Regions from separate parts of the Zea mays genome. Here region 2 is linked to region 1. The links are chromatin contacts, called in public Hi-C maps. All regions are on one chromosome and are shown on one strand. Each heading gives the region's core, a stretch centred on a gene start, on an enhancer-like site or on the middle of the called end of the contact. The rest is flanking DNA. Distances are from core to core; before and after follow the strand shown. Region 1 has its middle 30 kb from the start of LOC103637669. Region 2 holds the start of LOC109943658 (ethylene-responsive transcription factor 5).

What was found. Hi-C and Micro-C count contacts between places; a contact is called where the count stands out from the background.
Region 2: a Hi-C map of tassel shows a contact between it and region 1, with 4 times the contacts expected there. The contact joins the promoter of LOC109943658 here to the enhancer-like site in region 1. A contact is called at or near these places in 4 of 25 Hi-C or Micro-C datasets (ear, leaf and tassel).

What each region holds. Positions count from the first base shown.
Region 1 is chr1:94,808,807-94,812,499 of Zm-B73-REFERENCE-NAM-5.0, reverse strand. No RefSeq gene overlaps it. Among protein-coding and RNA genes, the nearest start is that of LOC103637669, 30 kb to the right of the region's middle. Within about 2 kb of position 1,624, at least 16 of the 20 cell types and tissues checked have an H3K27ac peak or open chromatin away from gene starts, as enhancers often do. A contact at or near this core is called in ear, leaf and tassel, where this site is marked.
Region 2 is chr1:94,908,426-94,912,118 of Zm-B73-REFERENCE-NAM-5.0, reverse strand. LOC109943658 (ethylene-responsive transcription factor 5) reads left to right here and starts at 2,113. Exons shown (of 1, transcript XM_020547159.2): 1 at 2,113-3,183. The coding sequence starts at 2,206. The coding sequence ends at 2,931.

The DNA of each region.
Region 1 (3,693 bases), core at 375-2,874:
ACATCCCCTGACGACCACCATTGTGTCACTGTTCAACTCAGCCTCGACGACCTCCACATCATCCTCACCTTCCTGGGACACCTTTAGGTTGGTTGTGGTGCTGAACAGCCACACCAAGAATGGTGGTCGGGTTGTCAAATCTGATGCGTCCACCACATGTCCTCCGATGACGATGGCGGTATCTTTCCCTCTACTCGTCCTCTTTCTATCCCTCATCATGTCACAGTCGAGAACATTGTGTCTATGTCGGTTTCCTTCTCTGGCCATACCAACCTTCATACACCCTCTAGTTACTTTTTGTTTTGAACAAGGTCCTTCACATTCCAAAACTAATTCGTAACCTTTTATCTGTTCACAAATTTACTCATGTAAAACTTTGCTCTATTGAGTTTGATTCGTTTGGCTTTTCCATGAAGGATCTTTGCACGACAAACGTAATTTTTCGCTGTAATAGCTCCAATGACCTATCACACACGGATATGTATCTCATTTAAGGAGAAATCAAGTTTTAGACATATGACGACTTAGTGTATAGAAACCAATGTCACAAGCTTTATTAAATAACGAAACGTCTTTACAAAAAATAACTTAATAAAATACACTAAGCTAAGATAATCTTGTCATACATGATAAATAATCTAGCAATAATAAATCATAATTAGAACATGATCATGATTCATAAGTTTTATTAACCCAAAACCAAGCAAAGAATAGCAATTCTATCCAATAATTCATTTATAAGCAAGGCATAGGGTAAACAAGATTAGGTAACCTATTAGGTCCCATCAATTTAACCTAACAGTGCATGCATGGTGAGAACATCAATATTATTATGTCAAGAATGTGATCAAGGACATGCCTTTATGGTGCAACTCCAGTTACTTTTCCAAGTTCGGCTTTAGATTCCTCGTAACCTCACTTCTATTCACAGCAAAACATACATAGAGGCAAATAACATTACACCAAACATGGAAACAAACTTTGTAAGAATATTCTACACGTCTACACGAGTCTGTAGGTTCAAGAACCACTAAAATCCGAGTTAAAATGAAGAAGATATGATTTTTCTAAGTTTCTAGAATTATTTTTATACTAAAAATCATTGTCTGTTTTAATTTTATACCTTCCCGGAGCCTAATGGACTTCGGCTACTATTTTTAGAAGCTCAGGGGTTAAAACATAAAAAAATAGGACCTAAATTAAATACTCCGGTGAGGAATTCATCGATCCCCACTCGACGTCCAATCACATGCATACTTTGTACTCCTTCCTGGGGATTCGGTGAAGTGTCCTGACCAGTCTCTGTGGACCCAATGACGCTGGTAGTCCATCTTCTACGGTGGCGGGTACCTCCCTCTCCCCTCGGTTCTCTGCTTGGTCGATGGTGTCTCCCTCGGGTTGCCGATGCGACCTGGTATGCTGAACGGGGTTGCGGAGCCTGGCTACTTATACCCGGAGGGAAGGTTGGTTGGCACTTAGCCGATGGCCTGGTTTGTTACGGAGATCGCGGAGGATCACAACGAAATCGGCATGGAGATGATTATCCTGTCGAAGGAGTCCCACCCAACGGAGTAAGAGTTGTCCGGCAGTGTGAGGTTGGCAAGAGGGCCCACGTGCAAGTGAACGCAGAACGGACCTAGGCACACAGGGTGTCTCTAGCCGTCGGTGTGTCGCCTGGTTGGGCCAAGCGGGTGAGGGGAAAGAAAGAGAGGAAGTGCGCCGACTATCGCATTTCGGCCCAAGTGTCAATTTTTTTGTTTTTTCTCTTTTCTCTTTTTATTTTTTCTGTTTTTCCTTTTTATTTTCAAAATCAAATGTGAATCTGATTTAAAATTAAAACATAAGTTAAATGCAACATACAAAAGTCCAGCATGAGATGCAAGTTTATTTTACTTATTTATTTATTTATTACTTATTTAAATAAATACCTCAAAATGTAATTGTCGGTGTTTCGACCCCGGGGGGTCCTTGGACCGACGAGTAAATTTGTCGCTGCGTGTCCCAGCCCAGATGGGTTGGCGCGAGATGGAACACAAGGGGGGAAAACGCGACTCGTGTTATCCTGCGCCAGGGGATGCGCTCGTAGTAGGGGTTACAAGCGTTCGCGAGAGAGAGAGAGTGAGCCTGTTCGTCAGCTCGTTCTCCCGCGCGACCCTCCCGCATGGAGGCCCTGTACCTTCCTTTTATAGATGCAAGGAGAGGGTCCAGGTGTATAATGGGGGTGTAGCTATGCGCTAACGTGCCCGGCAGAGAGGTGCCTGAGCCCTGTGTACATGCCAACGTGGCTGTCGGAGGGGTGCTAGAGCCCTGTGTACGCGGTAACGTGGCCGTCGGAGGAGTGCTTGAGCCCTGTAGAAGCATAGCTGTCGGGGCTGCTGGGATCTTGCTGACGTCTCCTTGCTTCCGTAGGGGGGCTGAGAACCACCGTCGTCATGGACGCACGCGGGGAGCCATCATTACTTGTTATCGGGGCGAGCCTAGATGGGACGCCGGTCTTGTTCCCCCGTAGCCTGAGCTAGCTAGGGGTAGGGTAATGATGTATCCCCCGTGGCACGGTCGGTCGGAGCCCAAGGTCGGGCGAGGCGGAGACTCCTCCTGAGGCCGAGGCCGGGGTCGGGTGAGGACGCGATTCCTCCGAGATCGAGGTTGAGGCCGAGCCCTGAGGTCGGGTGAGGCGGAGACCACCTTCCGAGGTCGAGGTTGAGGCCGAGCCCTGGGGTCGGGCGAGGCGGAGACCACCTTCCGAGGCCGAGGTTGAGGCTGAGCCCTGGGGTCGGGCGAGGCAGAGACCACCTTCCGAGGCCGAGGCCCAAGGTCGGGCGAGGCGGAGCTTCCTGTTGCGCCTAACTTGGCTGTTGTCAGCCTCACCCTGGCGGGTGGCACAACAGTCGGAGCGGGGCAGGCGGCGTTGTTTTCCTGTCAGGTCGATCAGTGGAAGGGCGAAGTGACTGTGGTCACTTCGACCCTGCCGACTGAGGCACGTGTGTTAGGATAAGGTGTCAGGCGATCCTCGCATTGAATGCGCCTACGATACGGTCGGTTGGGGGCGATTTGGCCAAGGTTGCTTCTCGACGAAGCCTGCCCGAGCTGGGGTTCGGGCGAGTCGAGGGTGCGCCCGTTGCTTGAGGAGGCCCTCGGGCGAGGCGAGAATTCGTCTGGGACTACTGTTCCCGCCCGAGGCTAGGCTCGGGCAAGGCGAGATCGCGTCCCTTGAGTAGACGAAGCCTTGATCTGAATCGTGCCCATCAGCCTTTGCGGTTTGTGCTGATGGTGGTTACCAGCCGTGTTTAGAAGTGTTGGGGTACCCCTAATTACGGTACCCAACAGTAGCCCCCGAGCCTCAAAGGGAGTGTTTTTACTCTCTTGGAGGCTTTGCCGCACTTTTTTGCGAGGGGATCGGCCTTTCTCGGTTACACTTTGTTCCGGTGGGTGCGCACGAGCGCACCCGCCGGGTGTAGCCCCCGAGGCCTCAGAGGAGTGGTTTGACTCCTCTGAGGTCTTAATGCCTTTCATGATGCCTCGGCCGGCCTGGTTGTTCCTTCATGCGACCTGATTGTAGCCCGGGTGCATGGTCAGGTTCCGAGTTTTCAGGCTGGTTTGTTGACGCTGTCAACGGTTTGGCCGTAACCGGGTTGCAAGAGCAGCCCCGAGCCTCTGCACGGAGCGAGAGGACGATCAAGGACTGTCTCGACT
Region 2 (3,693 bases), core at 864-3,363, 99 kb before region 1:
AATATAGTGCTTGGAGCCTACTAATGTCTGTTGCCGAGACAATCTTCTTGTGCCCTGACGCCCGAGATCTGCGTATCCTCGGCGTACAGGGGAAGCTTCTTGTAGAAGGGATGATGAGTACAGTGTGCTACCTGGCACGGTCGTACTGTTCGCCAGCAGACCCAGCAGGCGCGCCGCCTGTTGGATGACCTTGACACCGCCTGCCAGCGGATGGGACGGGACACATTAAATGCTGAGAGGGCACGTCGCCCGTCAGCGCAGTGGCAGGCGGCGCGTCCTCTCCTCAATAAATGCAGGGGCTGCACGACTTCACGTCAGGTTCGGCCCGGTAGCTTATGTCATGGGCCACAAGTAGCGGGTCTCCGCCTGAGCGAGAAGTGGAGGGCAAGGCCTGGACACGTGTCAGCACCGGACCCCTGCTCATACCAGGCTCCTCCTCGTTCCGGGACCCTGTTGAGGTTCGGACCTACCGGGGGCTCCGGACTTATATGTATAGGGGTCCGGTGTCCTTCTGTGGGGGTCCGGACTTACTGGAATATGTTGTCTTTCCTTGCCACGTGGCGCCCTTTGGCCTGCCCATGCGGTGGGGTCAGGCGCCGTCCCCCGCGTGGCTAGGAGACGTCGTATGGGTGCGGCATCTTCATGCTGTAGAAGAGGGTACCCCTGATTTAGGGTACTGACAGTTCATTATAAGAACCGACATTAAAGTAATTTGGGTGGGAATCTAAAACTTCTAGCGAGAATGGAAAATAGTATGAGTATCAGTTAGAACGGTACATAAAGACTATTTTTCATTCTGTACTAGAACTGACACTTAAGGCGTCACTGTTTTTGTACCAACTTGTACATCTTGAATATATCTGTGACATTTGTACCGGTTAGTGTCTTCAACCGTTACTAAAGATTTGATATTAATATTGGTCAGAGACACCAACCGATAGTAATGTCCTGTGCACGGACGCTATATTTAAAACCAGTACTGATGTTTATATTAATACCAGTTTTAAAACAACTAGAACAAATGTTAAAGATAGAAGCTCCGTCCTCCATTAGTGACGACTATTGAGAGTGATCAATCATCAACATAATCTGCATTTAGTGAGTTACTTTAAGTGGTAATGTTCTTTTGAATTCTGTTATATCCACTAATTACATGTAATATATATTTATATGATATACCAGTAAGGTCTTGCATATAAAGATCTTCACAAGCTCCGTTATACCTGTGAATTATTCGTGTCTCCGCCATGCCATTGAATGCAAATGGACAATAACTTAGGTACTTAAAGTCTCAAACAGTATTGGACTCAATACTTCATTTATTTTAAAATAATTATTATTCACGTTTTGTACAAGTCAAAATTTTAAATTATAATTAAATATATTTAAAATAGCAATATTTACAATATACAATTAATATCATTAGATAGAACATTTAATTTTTTTATACTTAATCTATTTACGAATATAAATATTGTTAATATTTTAAAATTTTAATAAGCATTAAAATGGTCGGTAATTTGGAGAAAATGGTCGGTATAAATATTAAAATATTTTATTAAATAACAATAGTTCTCACTGTCCTGTATCAAACACGTCGAATTTGGCACTAGTTGCCACGTGCCGAGCAACAAGGTCTTGCGTCGCTTGCTCGTTCTCTGATTCAAGCGGCAAGTTGGCTCGGGACTACTTGGCTCCGGACGTGTCGCTTTACGTGTCACTCATGCACGTCTACATCACCTTTTTTGGTAATACAGATTCTGTGGAGAGCCGTTTAATTTTATTTTTTCCATCCCAAGTTGTACTGCATTGATTGTACATGCATGTCGAGAGAGCGACAGTTGAAGATAAAATAAATGAATGCATAAATTATTTTCTAACCCAAAATGAGCGGTCTCGATTTGCCTCGGGAGTCGGACGGCGACCGCCCAGGTCTACCGGTACGCGACCACCAGGCACCAGCCACAAGCCGCGACTAGTCCAGCCTTTGCAGCTTCGTGCGTCGCACCAAGAAGCCTCGTGGAACCACCTTGATGTCATCTTATCCCCACGGGCCACCCCCCCCCCCCCCCCCCCCCCCTCCGTAATCCGTATACATATATAAGCCATGCGTGCGGCCTCACCGGCACACGGCACCGCAGCTCTCAAGCGAGATCGAGGCAGTGCGCACGCCGTGCAGGCCTCTCCTCCACTCAACCGCGCGTCATGGCCATGTTGCGCGAGCATCTCGACCTCATCCGCGCTCACCTCCTCGACGACAACCACGACGCCGTTAGCTCCGATGACTCGGCGCCATCGCCATCCCCATCGCCGCCGGGGCGTAGGCCGCTGCCAGCGCTTTCCGTCTCGCTGCCCCCGAGGCCGGCAGTCGTCCTGCAGCAGCAGCACCTGAGGGCGGCGGCGGCGCCGTTGCAGATTCCTCAGCAGGAGCAGCACTGCTGCCCGGAACCCGAGGAGGACGATTTCCGGCGGTACCGCGGCGTGCGGCAGCGGCCGTGGGGCAAGTACGCGGCCGAGATTCGGGACCCGGCGCGGAAGGGCGCGCGGGTGTGGCTGGGCACCTACGACACCGCCGTGGAGGCCGCTCGTGCCTACGACCGCGCCGCGTTCCGCCTGCGCGGGTCCAAGGCCATCCTCAACTTCCCCAACGAGGTCGCGTTAAGCACCGCTGCATGGTGGGCGACGCCTGCTCCTCCTCCTCAGCCCAGCGCGACCGTGGCCGGTAACAAGAGGGCGAGGTCGCCGCAGGAGCAGGACGCTAGGTGCATGGTTAGGGAGGTGAAGAAGGAGCGGATTCAGGAGCCCGCAAGCGGAGGGGCGGACTACTTCTGGGAGGATGAGTCGCTGAAGGGGGCGATCTGCAGCCTGCCGCCGCTCTCACCGTTGTCGCCGCACCCGCACCTGGCCGTGCCGCAGCTCTACGTCAGCTGACTGCCTGACTTGATGTCGTAGCAAGACAGGGACGGTGGTCTTACTCTTACCTGATGATAGTCTTCTGAGTTCTTTGATATGCTAGAGGAGTATAGCTCCAAATATTCTTTCGTTCTTTATTTATTCGTTCAGTCGCAAGCAAGCAAACGTGTCCTGGCGTAGCATGACTGCATGAGAATACTATAATGGACAATTTTTAAATATAATATATAATAAATAAAAGATAATTTATATAGTAACATGATTGAAATAGATCCAGTGTAAACATTACACTCGGCTATTCGAATCCTCCGTTTCATTTTGTAATCCATTTGACTTCTTTGATCTAATTTTGTTGTTATATTCAATTTTTTATACTTTTTTCGAAGTTACGGATCCGTTTTGCCGACTTCCCTTGCCTACATTGTTTCATTGGCCAGAGGCTGTTCACCTTGGAGACCTGTTGCGGTATTTATTGAGGAGAGTAGGAGTAGTGTTTCGTAAAAGTTGGAATTATGGAGGCAAAAGCTGGAAGCAAAAGGTTTTAGGTTTAGTAGGTCTAAAACAGAGTATATGAAGTGTGATTTCAGTGTCATGGGGTATGAGGATGGCGATGTTAGTCTTGATGGGCAAGTGGTACCCAAGAAAGACACTTTTCGTTACTTAGGATCAATGCTTCAGAAGGAGGAAGACATCGATGAGGATGTCAGTCATAGAATTAAAGCTGGATGGTTGAAGTGACGGCAAGCTGCGGGTGTCTTATGCGACCCCCGGGTGCCACAT